Regions from separate parts of the Zea mays genome. Here all the other regions are linked to region 1. The links are chromatin contacts, called in public Hi-C maps. All regions are on one chromosome and are shown on one strand. The core of a region is the stretch at or near the end of the contact, and the rest is flanking DNA. Distances in the headings are between cores, read along the strand shown. Region 1 holds the start of LOC103629954 (alpha-mannosidase 2). Region 2 holds the start of LOC109940202 (pentatricopeptide repeat-containing protein At3g61520, mitochondrial). Region 3 holds the start of LOC100286124 (dynamin-2A).

What was found. A called contact is a pair of places that touch in the nucleus more often than the background predicts.
Region 2: a Hi-C map of ear shows a contact between it and region 1, with 1.8 times the contacts expected there. The contact joins the promoter of LOC109940202 here to the promoter of LOC103629954 in region 1. A contact is called at or near these places in 2 of 25 Hi-C or Micro-C datasets (ear and tassel).
Region 3: a Hi-C map of leaf shows a contact between it and region 1, with 2.8 times the contacts expected there. The contact joins the promoter of LOC100286124 here to the promoter of LOC103629954 in region 1.

Annotation. Positions count from the first base shown.
Region 1 is chr6:125,845,835-125,850,826 of Zm-B73-REFERENCE-NAM-5.0, forward strand. It overlaps LOC103629954 (alpha-mannosidase 2), which reads right to left and starts at 3,056. Exons shown (of 4, transcript XM_008651052.3): 1 at 2,165-3,056; 2 at 1,913-2,062; 3 at 961-993. The coding sequence starts at 2,767.
Region 2 is chr6:126,231,005-126,235,996 of Zm-B73-REFERENCE-NAM-5.0, forward strand. It overlaps LOC109940202 (pentatricopeptide repeat-containing protein At3g61520, mitochondrial), which reads right to left and starts at 2,237. Exons shown (of 4, transcript XM_035960145.1): 1 at 1-2,237. The coding sequence starts at 2,162. The coding sequence ends at 375.
Region 3 is chr6:126,137,757-126,142,748 of Zm-B73-REFERENCE-NAM-5.0, forward strand. LOC100286124 (dynamin-2A) reads left to right here and starts at 3,094. Exons shown (of 22, transcript NM_001159012.2): 1 at 3,094-3,330; 2 at 3,456-3,506; 3 at 3,612-3,732; 4 at 3,845-3,949; 5 at 4,329-4,390. The coding sequence starts at 3,190.

The sequences.
Region 1 (4,992 bases), core at 1,806-4,305:
AAGCCCAGCTTTAAGTTTTCTCAGCTTTAAAACATGAGAAAGCGATAGGACCTCTAGCTTAGTTGGTTTGGTGGTCTGAGTGTGGTGGTGTCTTGCTCATGCTTGAGAAGTAATGGAGAAAACTTAAGCCCAGCTTTAAGTTTTCTAAACTTTAAAACATGAGAAAGCGAAAGGACCTCTAACTAAGTTGGTTCGGTGGTCTAAGTAACACTCAGGTCCTGAGTTCGACTTTTAGGGCTAGTTTGGGAAGCACAAATCTGGGGGGGGGGATAGGAGAGGGCTAAAATTCCCTTCTTATTCAATTTTGAATAGGAAGGGGATTTTAGCCCCTTTGATCTCCTCAGGTTTTTTGGCTCCCAAACTATCCCTCATTGGGAGCAAATTTCAGGTTGGGGTTAAAAAATCCCCTCGTCTGTCTCACGCCAAAGCACAGATCTAAGATTCGGCCCCGGTCGCATTCGTTCTCACATGGGCTACGATGCCGTTGTGTATGAGTGGGACAAGGTTTAATGGTTTTCTTGACATGCATGAGAAGGTCTGCTTAATGTAATGCCCAGGGTTGTCTTACCCCCACAGGTCGAGTTTTTTTAAAAACATGAGAAAATATATAATAATAGTAAATAGCATCAAACCAAGTCTATATGGCATCCTCTTAGCGCCTTTTTCTTTGATATGTAAAGATCCATGTGTTTTTCAGCATGGTGCATGCCAAATAAGAAAGAGATAAAGAATGCACTTTGTTTACGCATCAATTACAGAGTACAGACAATCATGACACAACATTTACCAATGAGGAAAGGTATGAACACTGTTTTCAAGTCGTCCGACTAATCGCGATTAGTCGTCCAAGTCGATTTGGACCAATCGCGATTAATCGTCCAAGTCGGTCAGCTAGAACGTGCAGCAAGTAGTCCAACTTGAAAACAATGGGTATAAATAGTCATTTTGGCGTGTACTTGCCTGTTCTATGATGGCAAAGTAGTGGGAGTTTGCCTGCATTGAGAAACAAAGGGAATTCAATGTAGCTTCCTTTTAAAGAGAAATATGAATATGATGAAATACTTTGCTAGAAAAGATTAAACCAACAGAAAGAGTACAGTGTTATAAAACACGCTAGTTTCATTGATATAGAATAAAAGAGCACAATATCTGTTGAACAATGAATGGCTTAATAATAACAAGCTCATAGCAGAAGCAACATGCTAAAGGAAATAAAAAATAAACATGCCGGTGCTGTGTGTGATCATTTAGTCATAACCCTGACTGTTGAATCTCTTTAACATGTGTACTAATATATGCAAATTCCAGAGAAACAAATCCGGGCACGATAGTTCATGTAGGCTATCGTGGCGCTATACCAGCTCACAACAGTTGTCGCTACAATACCATTGTACTAAATAGTGGGCTATAGCAGCTGAGCAGGCCTCTCCGGTAAATTTTATCGCCCGCTATTTAAAACATGTAAATGCTCAATTGCCCACAGAATCTGTAGATTCTCTAAGCTTGAAGTGACCATGTAGCACAAGAGTCACACCTGACACTAGGCCTGAATCGACTCCTAAGCACAGAAACTACAAGTACACAAACCAACGAGATATAAGACCAAAATAAGTTACAACCAATTCATATCAAAAGCATCAAGTGCATACCTCCCTAAGATTTGAGATCACAATGTGGGCAAGGAGAAACAATGAAATTCGGTATCAGTCCTACAAGCACGGCGGAATTCATTTGTAATCGACTAGACAGCCAGGTAATAAAACGTGAAATGAAATTCATTTCGTTCATGGCCTAGACAGATGATGGACGCATAGCATATTGGGATGACAATGGAAAACAAAAGCAAGGAGACAGAAGCTACGGTTTACTCCTTAAACCCCATCTAAACCACAAAATTTTGCATCCCTCTCACCTCATCGTTCATGACCCATCCACCGCTCACAATTTCGAGCTGCCCGTCACGGACAAGCTTAGCGAATGCCTCTCGCATCTTGGGCGTCGCGTCGCGCCACCACCTCTCCAGGTATGACATCTCCTCCCATATGAATTTCCTTCGCGAATCCTATACCACAGCAGAATCCTGAGTCCTGACAATCGTCAAAAGGAGAAGAGCACCAAGAGCCAAAACCCAAAAGCAAATCTCGAGTGGCGAGAACACAAGGACCTTGGAGAGGGACTCGACGATGGTATCAAGAATGTGGCGCGACTGGCGCTGGTAGTACTCCTCCACGGTGCGGATCCAGCCGGGGTCGTTGTGCGAGTGAGGCGCGACGAAGACCTTGAGCTTCTCGGTGTCCCACTCGTCGCCCCTGTACTTGACCTCCCACCCCTGCTTCCACGCACCACCGTCAACGTCGCTGAACTCGATCCCGTCGTAGAGGTCTCTCGTCGTGATATCCACGGGCGCCTCGCGTCCTATCCGAGCCGATACGGCGGCTGCCGCGGCCGAGTCCCGGTGGCGAAAGGCGGGGCTGCGGGTGAGGCGCGCGCGGCGACGGGTGGGGGAAGACAGCGCAGCGGAGCGGGATGAGGGGAAACCGAGACGGATGAAGGCTAGGATGAAGAGCGCCGCGAAGGCCGTCGCCGCGAGGCAGAGGGCGCGCCGGGAGTAGGGGGAGGACGCGGAGTAGAGCCCCCCGCGGCGGCGGGAGAAGGCGGGCACGGAGAGGGAGGACTTGGAACGGAGGTGGTGGTGCGCCTTCGGCTTGGAGGTGGTGGGGAGTAGCGCGCCGGAGCGGGCCCCGCCACTGCCGGAGAAGAAATGCATCGCCGCCGGTTTCGGGGTCGGGATGGAGTGGCCTGACTGACCTCGCGCGGGATCGTCTGTCGTCTCGAGTGGGTCTGTGGGTGCGCGATGCGCCTTTCCTCCCGTGCCCGGCCCGGCCCGGCCCAGCCCAGCAATATTCGGGTGGGATTGGAGAGTCGGGATTCGTGAGTGGAAGAGCTATGTACTAGGTCCAGTTTGGTTTAGGTTCTGTTTGGTTTGGCTGTGGTTGTGAAAAAAACTGTTGTAGACTATAAGCTATATAAAAGTTGTTGTGTGTTGTAAGCTATTAAAAATCTAGGCTTTGTTTGATTTGGTTGTGGCTATGAAAAAAGCTGTTGTAGGCTGTGAGCTATGTAAAAAGCTGTTGTAGGTTGTGAGCTATTAAAAAACTAAAAATCGTTTGATGGAAACCACTAAAGTTGTTAAAAGTTCTTCGATATATGTTTTCACGGTTCCATCTGAAAGCCACTAAAAGCAGGTCCAGGGGTGCTTTCAGTTTTGCACTACGAGAAAGCCGGTTTTTAGAAAAAACTGCTTCCTGCATCCATCCCTTTGGTTTGGCTTTTGGTTTTTATGGGGTAACAGCCTAAACCAAAAGTCAAACTAAACACACCCTTAGGTCACTAAAGTTTTGTGACTAAAACTTTAGTCGTTTTTAGTCCCTAAAAGGCAAATCTCGTGTGGATGACTAAGGGGTTGTTTGGTTCTATACCTATGGTGCTAAAACATTGCCACATAATTTTATGCCGCACTTGCCTAAGGTGGCTAAGGTTAGACGCTCAAATTCTACGCCACAGTTTGCCACACTTTTACCCGTCATTGACAAGTGGGACCTACATAGCAGGAGAAAAATCTTGCCACAACCGTGGCTTCAAACCAAACACATGTCTAACTTGGTCAAACTTGGCTAACCTTAGTCGTGGCAAACAGTGGCAAGTTAGGCAGCAAACCAAACAGCCCCTAAACTTTAGTTCTTTAGTCAACAATGGATGCCTAAGAGAGACTAAAGTAGGATTTTTACCTCATTTGCCCTATGATGAGTAAGTTTAGTCAGAACGAAGCCGAATTACGAACGGTGTGCTTCAACCCTTCACTGACATATGGGTGTCATGTTCGTCAGTGTGGCGTTAAGTTGGCGCTGCGAGATGGCTACTGGGTTTTGGTGCCACATTATAGCTAGGAACGGTAACTTGATCAGTGGATTCGGATGGAGTTAGACATGGATACAATTTTTAACCTATGGGTCAGACCCATATCCAATCCGAAGTCGGGCAGGTATGGATTAGGATATTACCTCCCACTTGTGGTTATCCGATCATTGGATATTCGCAATCGATCCATAGTTTTTTTGGCTAACTCATATTACACAATAAAGAGTAGACCCTAACCTCATGAACCCAATGCCTAACGCTCTCAATTCCCCATTGTTGGCCGCCCTTTTAGCATTGTTGGCTTCGTGCGTTGTGCCTCGTGGCTCCTATCAAGTCCCATAGACCGCAGCACCGCTGGCAGTTGTCCCTTCCAAGCTCCAGTGCCCTTGGTTGTACCCCGAATGTCCATAATAATTCTTTTATTAGGTTTTTAATTGTGTATGATGGTGATTTAGGAAGAAATTTAATTAATTATGTTATTGAATTGTTGAAAATGATTATGTCTATCATATCCGACGGATATCCAAAAACCATCTGAAACCCCGATGGGCACGAGCATGGACATAAATTCTATTTGTGTGTATGCGCAAGCAGATATTGATGCAATTGCAGTGTTAGAGCGAAGGCAAAACACCCCCTCGATCATTTTCCCCTTGTATATTAATTTACTACCAAAGTATCAGGCGTAGGGCCAATCAAACAGGGAAGAAGAGAGGGCGCAGAGATGGACCTCGGAGACCATGGGCTCCGCCCCCTCGCCCTAACGACGAGGACAATAAGGTGTGCTCACCTACGAAGAGGTCATTCTTCGAATACCACCTGAAGCCCTAACTGGGTCGAAGGTGGTTGACTTCGTCGTACCGGAAGGAACAACGGGTCCACGTCTCCTTTGGCACGGAGAGGAGGCAGGTGCCAGGCCTTTGACGCATTCCTGGATTTCGAAGTCAAGGAGAAGGATCGAGATGAGGCTGCATTGCGCCATGCTAGAATAATGAACAATGGTCGGGACTTAGTTGAGGAATTCATTGCATATGGGGTGTGTTTGTCATGCCACCTGATGTTTCGCTCCCGAGT
Region 2 (4,992 bases), core at 987-3,486, 380 kb after region 1:
GTGTCAAGAATGACTTGGTACAATAGTATCTATCAAATTGTCATCTAATAGGGGCTACAGCTAATAGGATTCAAATTGCAAATCCATTTTTCTACATTCTCTGATAACTATAAATAAAAGGGAAGGCTTTGTGCAGTGATGAGTGCTGTCCCATTTGGTCACCGGGTCACGGGTTCAAAGCAGCCTCTCCTTATTTGCGGAAAAGGCTTGCCTCGGTTTGTCCCTTCTCCAAACCCGACTCATGTGTGAGCCTTCAGCACTGGATCAGACCCTACGATAACTACAAATCCACAAAACCAGACAAAGAAAATGAAACAAATTTACCTGATTGGCAACAAAAGAACAACCAAGTAAGGAAGGATCCATTGTGCTTACTAGGCTCCCAGCCCTCGCACATGGTTATCCTTTTGATCCCTTTGTTGCATGAAACATTTTAATCTCTCTGTTTCACCAATTTCAGGCAGCCATTCCATAAGAACATCCACAGTCACATAATTAGGAGTGCACCTCTCTTCTCTCATCCGGTCCATAAGTTCAAAGGCCTTTTCTGCCATTTTCTTATCCTGGAGACCTTTCAACAATGCATTGTAGGTTGTCACATTTGCAGGCACATTCTTTTCCCTCATTTCATCAAACAGCTTGATAGCTACATCAACTTCTCTGCTCTTGCAGAGGAAGTCAATTAGCGTATTGTATATTACAGTGTTGGGTTGTATCCTGGCCTCATCCATGGACCTGAAAATTCTCAATGCTTCATCTGTTTTACCAGCTTTGCAATATCCATGTACAAGTGTGCCGAAAGTGACCACAGAAGGCTGGCAGCCATCATCAATCATATGCCCCAATAATTCATCCACAGCTGAGAAATCTCCTGCTTTGCACAAACCAGACAACAGGGTATTGTAGGTGTACACATCTGGCTGAAGACCAACTCCTTTCATCTCCTCAAGCAACTCATAGGCCTCATGCAACTTTTTCTTCCGGCAAAATCCACCAATCAGAATGTTGTATGCCTTTGCGTCTAACTTAAATCCTGCCTTCTTCATCGATGCCGCAGTGGTGCAAGCATCCAGCAACCGCCCTGCTTGTGTCAATCCAGATATCATGGTGAAATACATGACTGCGTCCGGTCGATGCCCATGGTCCGCCATCTCATGGAACAATTCCATTGCCATGTCCACATTGTTGCAGTGGAGGAAAGCACTAGCCAAAGTGCTATAGGTCACAGCATTTCCCCTGGCCTCCGGCCAAACTGTTCTCTTCTCACGGAAGAACTCCAGTGCAGCACCAACCCTCCCAACTCGGCATAAGCCACCAATAATTGTGTTCATCGTGATAACATTAGGTGCCACACCCTCTTTCTCCATTCTCGCCACAATTTTGCAAGCCATGCCAATATCCCCCACTCGGCAAAACGCATCAGCCAAGCAGTTATACGTAACTGCGTTGGGCGCACACCCATGCACGTGCCTCATCCGCTCATCCACGAATATAATGGCCTGCTGCAGCCTCCCAATCTTGCACAGCCCATCCACTACGGTGTTCAATATGGCAATATCCGGGCAGACGTCAGAGCCTGGGCTGGACATTCGGTCGAGCACCTTGAGCGCGTCCCCAACGTGGCCTGACTTGCAAAGCCCGTTGAGAAGTATCCCATATGTGACTACATCGGGCTTGACGGAGGCATCTCGCATGGACGTGAACAGCTCCGTCATGCCGCGCAGGTTGCCAGCGCGGCCAAGCGCGGTAAGGAGGCTGTTGAAGATGGAAATGTCCGGCGCCGGCGCGCCCGATGCGAGGGAGTCGCGCAAGAATCCTGCAGCTTCGGCTGGGGAGGAGAAGCGCCTGACGAGCTTGGAAAGGAGCAATGCAGAGGGAGGCGGGATGCGGTGGCGGGCCGCGAGGGAGTGGAGGGAAGCGAGGGAAGCAGGCGTGAAAGCGTGGGATGGCTCAGCGATGAGGGCGTATAGCTCGGAGGCGAGGCCGGGCGACAAGCGGAGGAGGGACAGCGTGGCGGCGGAGGGGGTGTGCCCATGGAGGAGGATGGCGAGGATGGCTGCGGCATTTGGGCTGTTGGGGGTGGGAGAGGAGGTGGAGGAGAGGCGGCGGCGGGATCGGAGCTTGTGGACAGCAGACGGCACGAGACGCCGGGTCGACGACATGGTGGTGGACGGCAGCGGCTCAGTGAGGACAAATCAAGAAGGCAGTGCTAGGCAGACCGCCGATACAGCCGGCCGTGAGGAATTTGGCAAAACAGGTCACTTTAAGTTGCCGCTCTGCGAAATACACCGTTTCGTGGCCGGGTCGTCAAAACAGATCACTCAAACATCGTTGCTCTTCAAAACAGGTTAGCGGGGCTTTTGGCGTTTCTGCAGGTGGGCCCGCGTCTTTATGTGCCGATTTTGCCCTTACGCCTGAACGCAACACCGTCTCCTCCCGTCTTCTTCGTCGCACGCAGCCTTTCTTCTCTTCTCTACCTCCTTCTCTGGACGACGCGGCCGCACTCAATGGCGAACCCTTTCTTCGCTGCGGCACATCGGCGACGTTGACGACGACCTTCTCCTCTTTTCAGGTGATCTTCCCATTTCCCTCTGTATTCTTTCCCCTGCTCTTTCCCTACACTCTGTAACCTTTTCTCTTCCTACACAGTCGGATGTGAGTCGGCGTCGAGCTAGTGGAAATAGGGGGTCGTCGAAGCCTGTGATAGGATCCTGTCGCGCCACTTGCTTCTGCAGGTAACCTATCCCCTCCCCTCTGTCGCAGCTCTTGTGGCAGCACCTTATTTTGCAACATTTGTTTTCATCATTATGTGTAATAATTTGTGCTAACACTAGAAATAGGTGGTGACAATTGCGTGCTCGCATCATGGATGGTAATGATGATGACACCATGTCTATTGACTGGAGTAGCTTTATTATTGAGAATGCTGAAAATAAGGATAATGGGGATCATGGTGATATGTTTAGAATCTGTGATGAGGATGAGATGTATGCGTTCTTGGGACTTGGAGATGAGGAAGAGGAGATGAATCGAACCCACCCGAAACCAAGTAACTTTGCATATCATTTTACATCAGAAAGTAACAGTTTTGATCCAAGTGATCTAGATGTTGCTATGCCAGTTGATGATGAAAATGCAGAAATGGTCAATATATTGCACGATGTTGATCACCCTGATCTGAAGTTGGGTACTCTATATCCATCGATGAAAGAGTTTAGACTAGCTGTGAGGCAATATGCTATAAATGAGGAGTTTGAGCTTGGAATAACAAAGTCGGATAGAAATAGATATAGAGTGTACTGCAAAGGGAATGATTGCACATGCCCTTGGAAACTGAATGGTTCTACAAGACCGGATTCTAGTGTTATGGTACTAACCTTTTCTTCTGCTTCTCTTCAATTGTATAATTTAGTTCACATAAGTTGGTGTTACTTACATCATTATTTTGTTTTGAAGGTCATCGTCTTAGTGAATGAGCATAAATGTGCTTCTAGCAGCCGGATAAGTTATGGGAATGCCAATCAAGCTTGGGTAGCTCAAAAGGCTTTGCCTTTACTAAGAAATGAGCCTTCGCTTGGTGCTAAGGCTTTGCAAAAGAGGTTACAAGACACTTACAACTGTAGGTCAGTTATGATGTGACTTGGAAAGGAATGCAGGAAGCTTTAAAAGAGATGTATGGCAATTGGGATGATAATTTTAGTATGTTGTATAGGTGGAAGGAAGAAATTTTGATAAAAGCCCCTAATAGTGTGGTGGATATAGACACCCAAGTTGTAGATGAAAATGTGTACTTCCATAGATTTTTCTGTGCACTTGAGCCTTGTACAGAAGGGTTTCGTGCTGCGTGTAGGCCTTACCTAAGTGTGGATTCAACTGCACTCAATGGTAGATGGAATGGTCACCTAGCAGCTGCAACAATGTTAGATGGACACAATTGGATGTACCAGATTGCGTTTGGGTTCATGGATTCTGAGAGCAAGGATAATTGGGTTTGGTTTATGACACAACTTCGAAGGGCCATAGGGAATATGGAGAAACTAGCTATTTGTACTGATGCCGGCAAGGGTTTGATGACTGTTGTGGAACTAGTTTTCCCACAAGATGATAAGAGAGAATGTTTCAGACATATGATGCAAAATTTCATCAAAAGATTCCATGGAAATAGTTACAGAGGAATGTATCCTACTGCAAGAGCATATAGACAAGCTGAATTTGATAGACATATTGGGCCCATTTTGCATTCTGGCCCTTAAGTCATTACCTGGCTAAATAGAGATCACAAGTTCAAGTGGATGAGGAGTACTTTTGATCCAGATATCAAATGCGACTACATCAACAACAATTTAGCAGAGCGTTTCAACAACTGGGTCAAAGACCACAAAGACCTGCCAGTAGTTCAACTAGTAGACAAGATTAGAGAGCTTATTATGGTCCTTCGAAATTACGAATGAAAGGTTGTCTGGAAGGTGGGAGTAAACCTAAGACAACCAATAAAGAAGGTGGTAGGCAAATGAAAAGAGGCCATGTACGATGCAAAAAATGTGGAGAGCTTGGTCACAGACAAACAAGTTATAAGTGCCCACTAAACGGTACCAAAAAAAGAAATAGGAAATAGAGGAGTCGCAAATATGCTGGTGCAAATGGACCTTCACAGACCGACATTCAGTCTCCGAAGTCTACATATGATAGGTACATTTCACTTATAACTCTATTGCTTCAAATGTCGTCATATAATGACTAATTAAAATTATATTTTGTACTAGCCTTGTACTTGTGTCTGTTAGTGGAATCCAATCTTCAAGTGCGCCAAGTGGAGAAGGTGGACCATCCACTGTTTTAGAAACACAAGGTGCAGCGCCAAGTGGAGAAGGTGGAGGGTCCACTATTTTAAAAACACAAGGTGCAGTGCCAAGTGGAGAAGGTGGACCAGGAACAGATGGAAGACCTCTTTTATTACTAGGACCATCCAGTTTAGCACCAAGTCTTCCATCT
Region 3 (4,992 bases), core at 1,844-4,343, 290 kb after region 1:
CACTCAACCCATCTCAAGTGATCATGTAGATCAAACTTGAGTGCCACTGTCTTCCTTATTAGTGTGAATCCCTTTCGTAAGGAATCTCCACAAATTGGAGTCTCTTGCAGCCTTACATGAAATCAGAGTTACAACTCAAATAGCACAAGGGAGATGTAGGACACACACAAGAGCAGCAACACAACGCTAGAAAGGAGATCACAAAAGTGCAACAATAAGAATCATAAGAACAACTTCAAAACAAGCTCAGATCTCACTAGAATTACTGTATGGCGTTGTGGCAGAGTGTCAGAGAGTTGAATAGCACTTGGAGAGATTTGGTGCTGAAGGAGGTCGCCATAGGGGTCCTTTTATAGCCTCCAAAGGCCTCATAGTCGTTGCTCCTTCCTTAGAAAAACTTGCCAAAATTCAGCTTTCTGCGAGGGCACCGGATCGCCCGGTGCACCACCGGACTAGGTCCACATGTCCCGAGTCTGGGATCCTGATTGGTGGTTTCCTGTTCTAGCGGGCACCAGACCGGTCCATTGCACCACCGAACCGGGTGCCACATCAGCTAGTCGTTGGCAGGTGGTTCGGTGCGCCACCAGACCGACACTATTCATGGTGTGGCAAAATTTATAATAAATTCCTGAGAACACTGAGTTCGGCCGTACAGCCAGTCCGGTGCACATGGACCTGGTCCGGTGTGCCAGGCTGTCCAACGACTATGTCTAGGCCCTCACGAACATGGTCCGGTGCTCCATTGGACCGATCTGGTGAGACCTAGACCAACACAACTTAGGCTCTTTTGAGCCTAAGTTCTCCAATCTTTTCGTCTCTTCTTAGAAGCTTCCCTACAACTTAGGCACAAATTATTAGTACTTAATCCAATGGACTAAGTTAGAAAAACTTACCTCTTTCAAAAATATTCGATTTAGTTCCCTATTTTGCTTACGCTAGGTCCAAAATGCACTTTTCTCTACAAAAAGAGTTAGAGACCAAATAAAAGTGCTAGAAACATTGCAATGAACATATGCAACATGTTTAAGCGTGTAAACCTCACAAATTTACCATTTCTCTTCAAGTTGCATTTTAGGCCTCCATTTAAGCTCTTTTGGACTTAATGTCTTCAAATTGCATTGTAGTAGACTTGTGCTCGTACTCATACTACACAAGTTAGTCCATGATGATGTGTTGAACACTTAATCACCAAAACAAGTAGAAATGGATGGTAGGCACATTTCCCTTTCAAGCTCTCTGCTCAAAACCGGTTGAAACCAGTTCTACCAACTTTGGAGTGCCATTCAACCATATTTTGCGCAGAAAGTTCAATAGTCACCCTCTTGAGAGAGCCACCTATATATATCCTATCCTCTCTCTCCCCTCATTTACTTTGGCTGCTCAACACATTTACTCCCCACCAAACTTCAAACAAGAGCTCCAATTCTCTCTCACACCCCAAATCTCGCGCTCTTCGATTGATTGAAGGAGCATTTTGGTGTGAGGTTTGAGTTCCTTGAATCCACGATTTGGTTTCCATTATCCTTCTCTTTTCTCCCTTATTTGAGCTTGTTGCAAACATCAACTCGTGCGAATGTGTTACTCTTGGAACCTAGTGTTCCTTGATGAGTGAGGTTGTTTAGGAGTCTCCGAATTTGTGGACGACCCTAAGAAGTTTGTATCACCTGCTTTTTGAGCTAATTTGAGAAAGGAACTGTCTTGACCTTCATGGTCGGCTAAGGGAGGATTAGGGTTAGAAAGGACCTGGCTCCTCGTGGGCTCCTCAACGGGGAGTAGGACACATTTGCGGTGTGGCCGAATCTCGGGATAAATCTTGTGTTCTTGTTGTGTTCATCTTTGTGATTTATCTTTAACAAGCAAGGAGTTGTGTGATTCTTCGCGCGTGTGGATTTTGTAGAGTTGCTTCACTTCCATAACATTTTCATCTAGATTGTCCCTAGAACTCGTGTCTAAAAGAAACTCTTATTATTATCCGCGTTGTTCTTGATTTAGATCTACTCTCGCAGTTGAACTGGTTCATAGTGGTTCAAGTGCCCCTGGTAGCGGTTGAACCGGCTAACAACAGTCTAATTGGTAATTTGACTTTATTTTGAAGTTTTTGGTGAAAATTTTAGGTATAGTCTATTAACCGCTCTAGGCTACCGAACCATTAGTCTTGTCTCTAGTTGTGTTAAGTTTCATGTAAAAAGATGATTTTATCCTTATTAAAGGTGGCCCATATAATTTGTTGTAATATATTTCAATAATAATTTGTAGTAAACTATTTTAATAAATACTTATTTTGTATTAAATTTTGTAATAAAAATTACTATCATTATTTATATTAAAACAATGTACTACAAACTATTTAAAAAATTATAAATGTAGAGATTTAAAGTTGAATGATCACAATATTTCAAAAAAAATAACAACGTTATTTTTATTACAACTTTAATACAAATTTAAGTGTTTATATTAAAATAGTGCACTTTAGATTATCATAGAAATATATTACACTTAACAACAAATTATATCTATCTTCAATAAAGGTAAAATCATATTTTTAGGGCTAGTTTGGAAACTCTATTTTTCCAAGGGAAAATGAACTAATTTTTTCTTGGAAAAAAGAAAATCCCTTCTGAAAATAGGGTTCTCAAAACTAGCCCTTATATAAAAATTATCCCGTTGGATATTAGAACTAATGGTAGTAGAACTAAATTTATATTTAATGTTATGTAGAAAAAAATATAATTTAAAGATCAAGAAAATAACCTGATATTTTTTAGTAGTAAATTGTCTAAAAAAGAAAATTTGGATCTATACCATTAGAAGATTACAACTTTAGACATATATTAATATATTATTGCTATCTCACTTACATGTAAGATTCACATGAGTCAATGACATATGGATCCAATAATCTAAAGTTACAATGGTAATTATTGCAAAAAAATAAAATAAATGTGCACCTTCGCAGCCAAGCAAGCAAACGAGTCCGTTGATGTGCTCCTCGCCTCCTCCAGTCCCACCTTCTCCGCTGTATGTGAGTCTGTCCCTCTCGTGTGTCGCCCAAATCCATCACCCCCCACGTCTCTCCCATCCCATCCCCGTGTAGATTTCAAATCCGCGTCAGAGCTCAGGTCTGGGTCTCCTCCTTCGCCGCCAGTTGCCTCCTCCAGTCGAGATCCGCCGTCGGGGAGACCACTGACCATGGAGGCCATGGAGGAGCTATCGGAGCTCGCCGAGTCGATGCGCCAGGCGGCGTCACTCCTCGCCGACGACGACCCCTCCGACGACGCCGCGCCGCGTCGCCCCACCACCTTCCTCAACGCCGTCGCCCTCGGCAACGTCGTGAGTATCGGTCCTCCGCCGTTCTCAGCACACTAGACCCCTCGCGATCTGCTCCTGCTGCTAGCGTGCCGCACTACTGCTCGTGTGACCCGATCTGATCTTTTCCGATCCGTTTGTTCATGTAGGGCGCTGGCAAGTCGGCCGTGCTGAACAGCCTCATCGGCCACCCGGTCTTGGTGAGCTCCTACCTCCTAGCCGAGCAGCTTAGTTCCCTTTCGTCCCTTTTCCCTTGTCGTGCTGTGTTTTTTACTGGATTTGGATGGTATTGGTGTGCGGTGCAGCCGACGGGGGAGAACGGGGCGACGCGGGCGCCGATAGTGGTTGACCTGCAGAGGGAGCCGGGGCTCAGCAGCAAGTCCATCGTGCTGCAGATCGACAGCAAGTCGCAGCAGGTTTCCGCAAGTAAGTTGGATCTCGTGGCCGTGCTTCATGCATCTATTAGCGAGTTCTGGAAGCTTGGGACTGAGCCTGATCTTGACCTTGAAATTTCCTGGTTCGTTCTGCTGTGCTGCAGGTGCTCTCCGGCATTCACTGCAGGACAGACTCAGCAGGGGAGCATCTGGTGGATCAGGGAGGGGCCGTGTTGATGAGATTTACCTCAAACTGCGGACCAGTACAGGTTTGTTTGTGCTGCGAGTAGTATAACCATTTAAGCAACTATGCAGCTGTTTTTCTTTCCGTTTCACCAGCATCGTACAGAACAAGGTGTTGAGTATATGCTCATACTTTTGGTGATGGTGTAAGGTGTTGAAAAATGATATGCGTAAATTGAACGATGATGAAATAACAGCTGGGATATGTATGCTTGTGAGTTTTGCACGCTCTGTGTTGGCAAGTTGCCTGTAGAGCAGTATAATCATTTACGGGTACATGTTTATATGTTCTAACATTGGTGAACCCACACATAATTTCTGTACTAAATATGCTTTGTTAGTTTGCTTTTATTTGCTGTGCTGCTTTATGAAATCCTCACCGTATTTTTCTTGCCTTTTGTTCAGCTCCCTCATTAAAGCTGATTGATTTACCTGGGATAGACCAGCGAGCTGTTGATGATTCCATGGTAGGTATTTGAATTATTTCTAAACTATTTTTGCTATACATAGATGCTTAGAGATTAGGTGTAGTGCTGATTAACTGGTTGCACCATAATATCCACAATGAACTTTCATCAGACCATTGGAGCTGTTGATGATTCCATGGTAGGTATTTGAATTATTTCTAAACTATTTTTGCTAGACATAGATGCTTAGAGATTAGGTGGAGTGCTGATTAACTGGTTGCACCATAATATCCACAATGAACTTTCATCAGACCATTGAATCTTGAAACACAAGCTACACATTTTATCTTGGGACCAATAAAAAAACTTGACCTGCGCGGGTAAAACAGCCCCATGTATTGCATTAAGAAGTCCTTATGCAAGTCAAGAAAACCATTGGACCCATGTCCTACCCATACACAGCGGCACCGTAGCTCATATGAGAATGACCACAGCCAGGGCTGGGTCTTAGAGTTGTGCTTTGGTGTAGAACTGGTGAGGAGATTTTTAACCTCAGTACGAAATTATCTCTCACAGGGAGTCGAACTCAGGACCTGATAAGTGCTACTCTGACCACCTAACCAACTCAGCTAGAGTCCCTTTCGCATCTTAGGACCACTAGA